Linked DNA regions of Sus scrofa: regions 2 and 3 are each linked to region 1. A link is a contact called in public Hi-C and promoter capture Hi-C data. All regions are on one chromosome and are shown on one strand. The core of a region is the stretch at or near the end of the contact, and the rest is flanking DNA. Distances in the headings are between cores, read along the strand shown. Region 1 holds the start of SPTAN1 (spectrin alpha chain, non-erythrocytic 1). Region 2 holds the start of CIZ1 (cip1-interacting zinc finger protein). Region 3 holds the start of DOLK (dolichol kinase).

Region 1 (4,071 bases), core at 1,497-3,996:
AGAGCTGCTACGCTGTCCTGTCCTTTTTTGTCTTTGTTCTCAATGAGTATCTCTCAGAAAACAAAGAAGCCCAGTTTCTGCTTCATCATCTCTCTCCCCACACCTCACAGAGTGGCATTTGGTGAAATTGGTGGGAGATGATGTAGGCAGACAATAGAAGTGGGAAGAACGGCTTTTTCCGTGTCTCATATCCAGTGCCAGGTGAAGAGTGGGTGGATGTGTGGGCGGTGGAAAGGTTTGGAGATACTGGTTTGGGGCCATGTCTCAGATGAGGCAAAAGAAGAACAAATAAGATTTTAGTTTCTGTACCAATACAGAAGCTCTCTCTAAGGTTGCAAATCTGTTTTGCCTCCAGTAAAAGCAGCAAAACCCCCATTTGACTAGGAGGCCAAAGTGATTCAAAAGAAAGCTTTTTCAGAGAAAAATCTTCCTTTTTTTACAGCTTCTGCCCAGGGACCTTGACACCCTTCCCACACGCACGGTCTATGGAAGTGCCCGGGCCAGGGATGAATCAGAACCGCAGCCGCAACCTAGGCCCAGCTGTGACAAGGTCAGATCCTTAATGTCCTTTGCTAGGGCAGAAGGTCTTTGGACCTTTTGGAGAGCTGTTATTGTGTTGGCCATTTTGTACCCAGATCTGAATAGCTGCTTAAACCTTTTGCTGCTCCCCACTGGAGAAGAGACTGTGGACGCCATCAGCTGCCTCCAGAAATGCACAGGCCGGGGAGGAGGTACCAGGTCTGTTTTCTCTACACGGAACATTGCAGGAAATGCCTCTCAGCTCCTACGTGTTTCCTCCAGATTCTCGAAAGCTGCTTCTGGGGTGTGGCCACTCCTTTTCTTTTCTCTGCACACCCATGGAGTGAGGGAAGAGGGGAGTTTTTCTTCATTATCAGGGCTCCAGCCTGGGCAGCTGAGAAGCCAGATTGCAGATTCCAGGCCCAGGGAACAAGGCAAACTGCAGAGGGCCAAGAAGCTCAGGGCTGGGCCCCCAGTTCTGGTGCAGTGTCCATGGCCTTCATAGCTATTTAAGGGGCAGCGGCGGCGGCGGCGGCAGCAGCGGCGGCGGCGGCAGCAGCAGCAGGGGAGGGGGTGGGGTGCCTGGTAACCAGGAGGCTGAGGCTGTCCTGAGCTGCAGAGCTCCTGGTCTGCCTGACTGCACAGGAATGATCTGGGTGTTACTCTCAATGGCTGTGGCCCAGCTGTCACCAGAGTGGGGGTGGGGAAAAGGCTTCCTAAATACTGGAGGGCTTCTAGCTACAGAGGCAGGCCCTGAAACTGCTAAGACTGTAAGGAACAGAAATTCCAGAAATCTTATTTCCTTTTCTTGGCACCTCAGCATCCACCATCACAATGCCTCCCCTTTCCTATGACAAGGCAGTATATAGCACAGGGTTTAAAGAGAAGGTTCTGGCTGCCTGGATTGAAATCCTAGCTTTTTTCTTCTGGCTACCTGCCTGACCTAGGACAGGAAAATAAGCTTTGATATCAGTGTCCTCTTTTGAAAAAATGGGGAAAGAACACTATCTCATAAAATTATTGCAGAGATTTTTAAAAATTTTAATACATGACATGCTTAGCAGAGTGCCTGGTACATAAGGAAAGATCAATTCATTGTGGCAAAAAGAATCTTAATGTCTCATTTGCAAAATACGACTAATGCATCCTGTTCCACTGGCGACTTGTCAGAAGCTGTTGATGTAAGAGCCTAAGAAATTGTTAACTCTTCAAATCTCAGAAAGACAGACATAAACGCCAAATTTTTGATGATCGTATTTGACATCTCTTATTACCTCCTCAAACCCGAAGCCTCAAGTCATTTTCGGTTTCTTCCTTTAGTTTATTATTTTTTGCTTTTTAGGGCCACACCCGCGGCCTATGAAGGTCCCAGGCTAGGTCGAATTGGAGCTACAGCTGCTGCGGCTATGCCACAGCAACGCGGGATCCGATCTGCCTCTGCGACCTACACCACAGCTCACAGCAATGCAGGATCCTTAACCCACCCAGCGAGGCTAGGGATCGAACCCTCATCCTCATGGACACTAGGCGGGTTCGTTATCGCTGAGCCACGATGGTAACTTCCCATCCTCTATTTCTTGACCCCCCAACCCCCAACCCCCAACAGAGAAGGCTGATTTGGGTCCCCGCACCAGCCTTCTCCTAGGGAAAGGGAGCAAGAGGAAGAGAAGCATACGGGTGACCTCACCCTTTGTGACTGGCCGTTTTTCCGGCTGGGGCGCGAAGCATCCCCGGCCAGACTGCAGCAATGGCCCTGCCCCGCCCTTCGCTGCAGTCCTGGAAGGGCTCCCAGGGGCGGAGGGGTGGGTGGGGTGCAGAAGATTCTCTGCAGGGCGGGGAGGGGCAGGATTGGAGGATGCTGGCTGCGGGGAGGGCGGTGCGGCTGGAGCATCTCAGCCCGCCTGGGCGGAGGTAGCGACACCACTGCACCATCAACCCCCACCCCTGGCGCGCGCACTCCTTCCCCCTCCTCCCGCGGCGCTCGCAGGACTCGGCTCTTCCCCCGCATTGCCTCTTCGGCTTCTTCCGGGAGCGCTCGACCCTTTCCGCCTGACGATCGGGCGGCGAGTCGGCGGGAGCTCCGCCCCCTTTGCTCCGCCGGAGCTCGACCCCGCCCCTCGCGCCGCGCCGGGGCCCTTCCCCCGCGCTCGCGCCCGCTCGCCGCCGGAACGCGCGCGGCCGCCTATAAAAGAGGCGGGGCGCGCGCGTCACCGCCACTACCCGCTGCGGAGCGAACGGAGAGGAGCGGAGGCCGCAGAGCCCCGTCGGTTCCCCCAGCACCCCCGGCCCGACGCACCCACTGCCCTCACCCCCAGGAGCCGGTGAGAGGAGGAGCGGGCGAGCCAGGGCGGGAGCGGGGCCCGAGGGCGGTCGACCCCTGGGCCGGGAGCCGGGCAGCCCCTGGGGCGGGGCCGCGCCAGCGCGCGGACAGGTGAGCCCGGGCTGCCTCGCCGCTCCCTCGGTGGGGCGGGGAGCCGGGCGAACCGGCCGCGACCGGCTTGTGGTGCGTGGGCTGCGGAGGAGCCGCGGGGCCGAGCCTGGGCGCCGGCCGCAGGAATGTCATTGACTGGGCGGAGGGGGCGGGGGGCCGCCAGGTCCCTCCCGTACCCCCCTCCCCCAGCCGGCTTCGGCCCCGCCCTGCCCCATCCGGCTGCGGCAGGTGGGGCGGGGGCTTCCTGGTCCGCTTGGTTTCTCCATTCTTCTCCCCGAGGGGCGCTTCCCCCGCCGCCCCCAATCCTGGCTCCTCGGTGGGGAGCGACTTGTGCAGCTCCTTTCTCCAAAGCCGACCAGCAGTGCCGGCCCAGCCCTTGAGGGAGGAAGAGCGGAAGATGAAGGGCTCTTTGACCTTAATTTCATCCAATGTAGCGATCTTGGCCTTTTCTCGATGCAGAAAAGTCCGAGATTGGCCATCTCCTTTTCGTCCCTTGTAACAAACATATCTTTCCTCCCCAACTGATTTGCTTGTAAATAACTGGTAGATGCGGCGCTTGCTTTGTAGGAGACCTAAATCAAATAACTTAATAGCTTAGAGGGTTTTTTGTTTGTTTTACCCTGAGACCAGGTCTTTCGAGTCGAGGACAGAATATTTGTCAGAAATTCTACAGCCAGCCGGTGTTTAATGATAGAGCAGCCTTTTGTTTGAAAGCTATTCCTGCGAATTTGGTTGATGATTCCCAAAGAAAATTGCTTTTCATTTAAAAGTCTTCTTTGGGAAAAAAAAAAAATTCTCTTCGATGAACTGGGATAAAATGTATTTTAAACAAAGGGCTCGTTAAGGTTAAGGGTTGGATATATTTTAAATTAAAAGCTAGACTAGCCCAGAAGGCTGAGTTGAGGTGCAACACCTTGTCATGTCTTTTATATAATAGATCCTAGACTGTGACTCTTTGTTCTGTCTTCATCCTGATATTTTAGAAAATCTTAACCACGATGGCTGTTAGGGAAGGAGAGAAGAAAGAGCATATGAAATATTTTCATAATGTGTTGAAAATTGCGTCGTCATAGCAATTGGACTTAACTAAAGCAGAATGTATCAAAGATGGAAGGGTGGGG
Region 2 (4,189 bases), core at 1,427-3,926, 290 kb before region 1:
AGAGGAGTTCCCTTCATGGCTCATCCGTTAATGAACCCGACTGGGATCAATGAGGATTTGGGTTTGATCCTTGGCCTCGCTCAGTGGGTTAAAGATCCGGTATTGCCGTGAGCTGTGGTGTTAGTTGCAGGCGCAACTTGGATCCCACGTTGCTGTGGCTGTGGTGTAGGCTGGCAGCTGTAGCTCTGATTCGACCCCTAGCTTGGGAACTTCCATATGCCTCGGGTGCAGTCCTAAAAAGCAAAAAAAAAAAAAAAAAAAAAAAAAGGAAAAGAGTGAGAAAATATGTATACATTGTGGGTACCTGTGCGTGGTTTTATCTGTCTACCCGTCCATCTCTAGTTTATAAGCCATCTCCCAGGACCACCCACACCCACGTGGCCCCAAGGGAACTTCATCCAAGAACAAAGTAGGACAGGCTTCCCTCCACTCTACCCCCGCCCATTCCATTAACCCCTTCCTTTACAGATAGAGCCAGCATTACACTTCAAATCCGGTATCCACACCTGCCCGCGAAGCCCGCAGCTTCTGATCTGGCTGCATACCCTGCTGGGAGGCAGGAGAGCCTGCTGTCTCAGAACACAGCTCTGTAGTAAGACCCCTAGTCAACACCTAGGCCTCAGTTTCTTCATCTGCAAAATGGGATCATGAGTGCATCTCCCCTAAGTATTGTCAGCAAAGTCAAGGGACTGAGTCTGTAAGGGCCTTGGCACAGTGCCCAGTCCCGAGGGGACCACCCAGCCAGCCACAGCTACCCTGCGGGAGGGGCTGGGTCTGAAGACAAGCTGGCCCTGGGATTACCCCCACAGTGGCTGAAGTATTAGGAGTCACATCTTGGAAGGAAGGCCAGAAAGACAGCTCTCCACAGGGGAAAACTCGGGTAAGGGCTCAGGCTTAATGCAGAGGGCTAGAGACATCCATCCATTCAGTGATCCAGGCAGTCAGGAGGCCCAAGCCTCCATCTAGCTCAACCACTGCTGATGCTGTGTGACCCAGGGCAAATGACTTTCCTTCTCTGAACCTCAGCTTCCTCATCTGCCAAACAAGATGCGAAGGAGGGTGGTCAAAATAGACCTTTCCACCCATCATCTTCTAATGTGCATGTCAGCAAAGTGTGCTGAGTAGCGCCCACGGAGCTGGCACCATGGCCAAGGGCACACTGCCGTGATCAGACAGACCTGCATTCAGCTGAGCAACTGAGGGACTTCCACCTCCTAGAGCCTCAGTGTCCTCATCACTAGGACCCTGACAGTAGCTCCCTCTCAGGGTTGCCGTGTGGACTTGACATTGAATGCTGTTGAGGAGCTACCCTTAGGATGGAGAGAGACAGGGCCGGCGGCCGTACCTTGCAACTGCTGCAGAAGCAAAGCTCTCTGCAGCACAGAGCCGTTGAGGAGGGAGGCGGAGCTGGTGCCCTGGAGATTCAGGAGCTGCTGCTGTGGTTGCTGCTGGGGGAGCCCCCTGGGTGTTGAGAGCAGGAGTCAGACGGTTACTGGGAGAGTCAGATCCTCCCTCCTCCCTGAGATCCCTCTCCTCCATTCTCTGCCTGCCTCTACAGCAGACAGAGGATCCCCTTGGGGTGGGGAGTAGGGGCCTCCAGGACTCAGACAGGGATGCTCCGGGGAGAAATGTCTTGGGGGAGGGGACGCACCAAGGCATGCATCTGAGGGGCTGGGCTAAAGCCACCCACCCCTCCAGTGGGAGCTCACCGGCTGACGGCCATGGGCAGAGGAGCCTGCGGAGGGGACTGCTGGAGCAGCTGCTGGAGCTGCAGCAACTGCTGCTGTTGTAGCTGCTGCTGCTGAAGCTGTTGCTGCTGAAGCTGCTGCTGCTGCTGCTGGAACTGCTGGAGCTGCTGCTGCTGCTGCTGGTTGAACATGGTGGCTGAGGGAAGGCGGGGGGAGTCAGGCCGGATCTCCGTCACCCACTCCCAGCCCGCGGCGCTCAAATACCGCGGCTGAGTTTCACAGCTACTGTCCCGGTCCTGCCCAGAGCTGGCCACACTTGCGGCCCATCCTTTCAAAACCCCTCCAATTCCACCAGCAGAAGGGTTCGCCCCCCCGCCTCCTGCCAATTTCCCCCAAATCTTTCCAACAGTCCCCCTTTCAAACGTCCGACCCCGCCCCCTATCTCGCCAACTCTCCCGCTCGGTCCTTCCTGGAGGAGCGTCCGACACAAATACACCTCCCACCCCACCCTTCGGCCATTCTCCGCGCCAATCGCGTACCGATGCCAGCCCCTCTCCACTCACACCCCTTTGATACGCCCACCCCGTCCCAAGCGCACATTTTATGTCAATAACATCAGCCCCCGCCCCCACCCCCGCCGCTACCTTTCACTTTCATCCAAGAACGAAGTAGGACAGGCTTCCCTCCACTCTACTCCCCACCCCCATTCCACTAACCCCTTCCTTTACAGATCGAGCCAGCATTACACTTCAAATCCGGTATCCCCACCTGCCCGCGAAGCCCGCAGCCTCCGTTCAAGGGGCCCCTAAGTCTTCGGCCGTCCCCCCAGCGGTGCCCGGCCCGCGCCCCTCGCCTCCCAGGGCGGGAATCGCACGGCCTCCTCCCCGCACTCTCGCCGCGGTCGCGTAGGCCCCAGCGGCAGGGCAGGCCGGACAGGCCGGGAGGCTCCGGCTCGCGGATCCCCGGCTCCCCGCAGCTCCGCCGGGGCCTGGCGCTTCCGAAGGCGGTCTGCAGGCCGGGCCCAGGCAGCGCCCTCTGGAGGCCGGGAGGTCCGGGTGGCGCCCGCCGCGTCGCGAGATCCTGCCCAGCGCACCCGCAACGCGGCAGGGGCGGTGCCTGCTCACCCAGCGGCTGGGTAGTGGAGGGCTTAGTTCCGGGCTGCGAGGCGGTCCTGAGCAGAGCAGACCCTCCGTCCCTCGTTCTCCGCATCGTGAAGGGGCTGCTCTGAGCCCAAAGTCCATCCGTCGCCACCCAGAGTGATCTGTCGTCTGGCGGGGACCGTCTCCAACCGACCTCCCCGCGGGTGCCACTGTCCCGCGATCAAGGGCCCCGCGCGGGGCTGGGATGGGAGGGGCGTGCAGCTGTACATTAGGGGACTGAGACCGGGCGAGAAGGCGATCGGCATAGCGGGGCAGAAGAATTTGCCCTAAAAGGTATGGGAGGTGGGTTTGAAAGTTACTGTTTTTTCCCCCTAGGATTTGACTCGGGGGCGGGTGAGGAGGGCTGAGTTCAATGGTTAAAACAACCACAACAAAACCCGGCGCGCATCCTGCCCCCGAATGGTGCTGCCAGCAAAGACCCTTTAATTACGACTCCGTCCTGCGCCCCGGCGCCCTTCCCAATGGCCCCCACTTCGAGTCACCGAGCTGCGTTACTAAATAGCAATCTCTCTCCCCTTTGCAGTTACTCAAAGCCGTCCTCAACTCTTAACAGCCCCAGGCAATGCGCTCACTTTGCTTTAGGCGCAGACCACATGCCGCACGGCGCATGGTGGCGCTAGGGATGCGCAGACCTGAGGTCCACCCAAGGAGACCCGAGTGTCAACCAATCACTGCAGTCATGTGACCAGTGCTTCCCTAAAGCTCGGGACCCGCTCTACCGCCGCCCCGGGCGGCCGCACAGAGGTGCCTAACTCTGCTTGGACTTAGGCGGGAGGGCTGGGCGCGGCTAGACTCAGGGGACTTCGCGCCTTGGGCGGAAGGGCAACCAGGCTTTGAACACGGGCCTGAAGAGTTGGGTTTTATCTATGGAGGGCAGGGAGCGCTAGAGAAGAGAGTGTGACAGCATCGTATCCACCCAGATTAGAACGCTCGGCTCCAGTGAGAACCAAGGAAGAAGGGGTGGGGTCAAGTCAAGATCGCCCAGGCTTCCAAACAGATAGATCTATCTGGGACCTCGGAGGGGTCCGGGATTGAATTGGGGTCCCGCTGCCTTGTGGCTAGGCGCCCCTGGCGGACCTGAGCCTTTCTTCGTCTGTAAAATGAGTACCCCCTCCCGGGGGAAGAGTTGTATGTGTGAGGATGCTATTACATAACGTTTAGCACTGGCACCTGGCACAGGGCGAGCTTAGCAAATTGCCAAAGTACAAAAAGCTAAAAATAATGTTCGTGGTGGTAAAGGTAGAGAAGCCAGCACTGGATTCCTGTGTTGGTTCACCTTTCCAGAAAGCATTCTGCAAATTCTCCATCAAGACTCTTGAACGCCTTGAACACCTTGCCCCT
Region 3 (4,142 bases), core at 1,297-3,796, 320 kb after region 1:
AACTTTTGCATTATCCTTTAAGCTTTTTTAAAATATTTTTTTGGCCATGCCCCGCAGCACACGGAAGCTCCCAGGCCACGGACTGAACTAGCACCTGCGCCACAGCAGTGACATTGCCAGATCCTTGACCCACTGAGCCACCAAGGATCGCCTTTTTTTTTTTTTTTTTTTTTCCTCTTTAAGGCCAAACCTGAGGCCTATGGAGGTTTCCAGGCTAGGGGTTGAATCGGAGTTGCAGCAGCCAGCCACAGCCACAGCCACAGCAATGCTGGACCTGAGCCTCATCTGCAACCTACACCACAGCTCACAGACATGCTGGATCCCTAACCCACTGAGTGAGGCCAGGGATCAAACCTGCATCCTCATGGATACTAGTCAGCTTCGTTACCGCTAAGCCACATCGGGAACTGCCTTTTTTTTTGCTTTTTAAGTATCAGCAAAACTAAAATCAGGAGTGCTTTGATTTTTATTTGAAATCTGAATCGACTGAAAAATTAAATCTGTATCTCACCCCTGGGCTCTTCCCGCCCAAGGGGCTGGCAGCTGTGAGGACCATTCATCTTCCCCATGTCCCTGTCTCCTCCATGGCTGCTGTGCAGCAGCTACGCCATCAGCAGTATCAGGAGGTAGAGAGGCAAAAGCAGATTGTCTATCTGCGTAGTGTATGCTTCTAAGAGGGACACGGTGCTGATGGAGCCCAGAATCCAAGCATAGCTGTAGTTTAGGTCTACTCCACTGTCAAAGATTAAGATCAGAGCTACAGAAATGATCTGGGCAAATATAGATGTCATGGTCCCCTCAAAAGTCTTTTTGGTTCCGGGCCAGCGGATCTCCCCCATGGTGCTGCCGAATATGGAGGCCACGGTGTCACCCACACCGACGGCTAGGACGCCGGCATAGGGGACTAGGGCCCTCGCTCCCCCGAGGCTACCCTTCTGTGTGCAGGGCCTGGGGACTAGCCAAATGGGAAGAGACATGCCTAGCAGCAGATAGATGTGGGTCAGGATGAGCGGTCCACTGTCTCGTTCATCCAGGAATAGGGACAGGAGGCTCCGAAGCGTGTGGCCCAGGGGCTTGATGCGGAAGTAGCGCACGTACTCCAGGAAGATGAAGACCGCCAGACACACGGTGGCGGCCACGTAGAGCAGTGGCCGGTCAAAGATGATACCTGGGATGTAGGTGGCTACCACAATGAAGTGGAAATACTTCCGAGCAATGGTGGGGGCCTGGTGCTTCTTGGACTCAGAAGATGACCGCTTGGCATTCTGGTATAGCACCACCAGGCAGGCCAAGGTGGCCAGCAGAGACCAGTAGGCCAGGAGGTAGACTCGGGTCTCCGTCTGGAAGAGGAACTGAAAAAGCCAGAGCAGGGGATTCCTGCGGATGAGCCGGTGAAGCCAGGGCAGGACCACGCCAAGGCCCAGCACACAGGTCATGAGGTGGAAGAAGATGGAGGAGGCCCAGGTGCCTGAATCCATGAAAACAAAGAGGGTGCTGAAGAAGATGCCCATGAGCACCATCCCTACCACCACCACCAGCAGGAAGAAGTCCAAGGGGTCTCCCTGGCTTTCCACCACAGTCAGAGACCGCTTAATGAGCTGGTTGAGCATGAAGCTGATGCCACCCAATACCAGCAGAGCCTCTCCAGGGGTGAAGCAGCGGGGCAACAGGTACAGCAGGATCATGTTGAGGTAGACGAAGATCAGCAGGACCTCCAGGACCTCTATCACCTCGCCTACACTCAGAGAGTGCTTCATGATATAAATGATGACACCTCCAGCCAAGCCCGAGATGACACAGGTGTTGGTGGGCACCGGGCGAGTGATGCCCAGAGCCAATACTGACGAGAAGAGGGCCACTGCCATGCCAGTGGCCGCCACCACAATTCCAAAGCGCTCAAAGTATGGGTTCCCCGCAGCCTGGCAGCGCTCCTTCATAACCAGTCCGAGCAAAGGCATGACCACCGAAGCGGGCAGGAGGCCACTGTTTGCGGACATTCGGAACTGGAAGACCGCGCTTCCCTGCTGTAGCAGTCGGTCCCACTTGTATTGGACGTAGAAGGCCTGCACGGCGAGGGCCACGGCGCACCACGAGTACCGATCCCACACTGCTGCGTGGATGCTCAGTACCACTATGAACACCACCGCTGCCTCTGCCAGCACGGACCCGCTCAGCGGAGCCCCGGACCCAGAGGCCGGAGGAGCGCACTCTCGGGTCATGTCTCTAGATCTGGGACCCCGGGGAAACCCGGGTGACTGGAGATGCCTTGGATTCTGGGCTCCTCAATCCTCGCCAGGCACAGAGCGGTAGCTTCACCCAGCCAGCACGTTCTCTATCCGCTCTCCTGCTGCCAGAAGGGAAGCGCCACTGAATGATCACTCTGTGCAGGCAAGGAGCTGGCGTCAGGTCACGCTCCAACGTCTCCCACCTCAAGCGTAGGTGTCGCTCCTCCACCGACTCCCTCACTGACTCGACCGCCCTCGCCCGGGAGTCCTCACCGCTCCGGGCCACGCCATGTTGGCCCCGCCCGCCGTCACGTGACGAAAAGCCCCGTCCACGCCCCGGAGGCGAGCGGTCACGTGGGCGCGGCGTCTGGGGGCGGGGCTAGGGCGCGCGCGCGCGAAGATGGCGGCGGCCGCCACCGGGCCGTGTGTGAGGTGCGGAGCGGGCCGAGTCAGCGGGGGTGGCTGTTAGGCGCCGGGTCGAATCCGAGCCGGAAGCGGGGCGGGATTTGAGGGCACGATGTAGCGGCAGTGGCGGGGCGAAGGCCGGCTAGGCGGACGGGCGCCGGGATGGAGGCGGTTACGGCCAAACGGTCTCGGCGCGCGGGCATCTGAAGCGACTTCTCGGAGAGGGGGCCGGTGCCTTACCCCTTCCCTCGGCGCCCGCCTCCGGTCTCCGGTTCCTTTCCCTTCTTCCCCTCTCCCCGTGGCGCGTCCCTCGGCGCCCCCCTCCCGCTTCCTGGCTGGCGTGACGCTCCCTCGAGGCGCGACGGGGCGCTTCGCGGTCGCCCGGGGAGCCCCCACCCCGTCCCCGCCGCAGCCTCCTGGGCCCTTCCCGGCGGCGCTCCCCAGGGTCCCGCATGTGCTCTCCATGGAAGGTCTGTTTCGGGCGTCGCCGAGCCACGTTCCTGCAGTTTCTGCCCTCTTGGGCCGCCCAGCCTTTCATTCATCCATCTATTCATTTTCTCCTGTATTGATTCCGTCAGCGGACACCCCACGCACTGTACTGGGCTTTGGGGACGGGAAGATAAAATACTCAAAAGAAAGAGACAGTTCTTACTTCTGGAGCGATACCAGCGCCGGGCTGGCGAGGCGCGTTCTTTTCCATGGCTTTATCTCCTTGAACTCCCACGACTCCGAGCGGCACCTTGTGTTTTACGGATAGATGACTCATAGACCCAACTCAGAACTGGCGGAGGGGTCCGGTGAGGCTTCGAACAGGCGTGTGTCTGCCTCTGGATCTGTAACCAGATCGCCACACTTCCATCTTCCACTTACAGCTCGAAGCGGCTTCCATTCTCGCGGCCACCCTCCCGGCTAACCGTCCCCTTGTCACTTCTTCCCTGTGCCTGCAGTGTTTCGCTACTTTTTTTGGCTTTTCACTACTACTCAACACTCCGAAGAGCATGGAATAGGCTCTGAGTAAATATTTATGACAAGTATTGCCCTTGTTCTCTGTACGACTTCCTGCGCCTCTCTGCTCAAGTGACTTTTTTTTTTTTTTTTCCATTGTGATGATACTTTTTAATCATGTAAAGTTTCAAGTGAGATTTCTCTTCTCTGGAATTTCCATCGAACTATTTCTGGAGCAGTTTGTGTTTTTCTCCTCCGCTGTTTTTCATGTCAGCTCTTGTATCGGGCAGCATTGTGGTCGCTGTGCTCTCCTTTTTTTAGGCTTGTCTTACAGTCCTTGTGGAGCTTGGGTAAAGGTCAGCTCCTGCAGGGCCAGGCGCGTTCTTCAGTGAAAGAGAGGGCAAGGAGAGGGAAGCGGTTAGTTTGCCTGAAAGATGCTTTCTTCATCCTGGGGGAACCTACCACATTCACACCTGAAAGTGGCAGAAATGACACCTGGGATTTCTAGGCCCTGCTTTGTGCATAGCCTGCTTTAGGAACAATCTTTTCTTTCTTTTTGTGCTGGTC

What was found. Promoter capture Hi-C pulls out the DNA fragments that hold promoters and counts their contacts. A called contact is a pair of places that touch in the nucleus more often than the background predicts.
Region 2: a Hi-C map of liver shows a contact between it and region 1, with 1.9 times the contacts expected there. The contact joins the promoter of CIZ1 here to the promoter of SPTAN1 in region 1. A contact is called at or near these places in 1 of 5 promoter capture datasets (liver) and 2 of 47 Hi-C or Micro-C datasets (liver and skeletal muscle).
Region 3: a promoter capture Hi-C map of fetal skeletal muscle shows a contact between it and region 1, with 4 times the contacts expected there. The contact joins the promoter of DOLK here to the promoter of SPTAN1 in region 1. A contact is called at or near these places in 3 of 5 promoter capture datasets (fetal liver, fetal skeletal muscle and liver) and 1 of 2 datasets of contacts at active chromatin or transcription factors (alveolar macrophages).

Annotation. Positions count from the first base shown.
Region 1 is chr1:268,933,374-268,937,444 of Sscrofa11.1, forward strand. SPTAN1 (spectrin alpha chain, non-erythrocytic 1) reads left to right here and starts at 2,747. Exons shown (of 59, transcript XM_013993907.2): 1 at 2,747-2,840.
Region 2 is chr1:268,639,388-268,643,576 of Sscrofa11.1, forward strand. CIZ1 (cip1-interacting zinc finger protein) reads right to left here and starts at 2,677. Exons shown (of 19, transcript XM_013993898.2): 1 at 2,457-2,677; 2 at 1,710-1,884; 3 at 1,346-1,461. The coding sequence starts at 1,879.
Region 3 is chr1:269,256,938-269,261,079 of Sscrofa11.1, forward strand. DOLK (dolichol kinase) reads right to left here and starts at 2,547. Exons shown (of 1, transcript XM_001928919.5): 1 at 449-2,547. The coding sequence starts at 2,219. The coding sequence ends at 603. NUP188 (nucleoporin NUP188 homolog) reads left to right here and starts at 2,559. Exons shown (of 43, transcript XM_021069837.1): 1 at 2,559-2,657. The coding sequence starts at 2,626.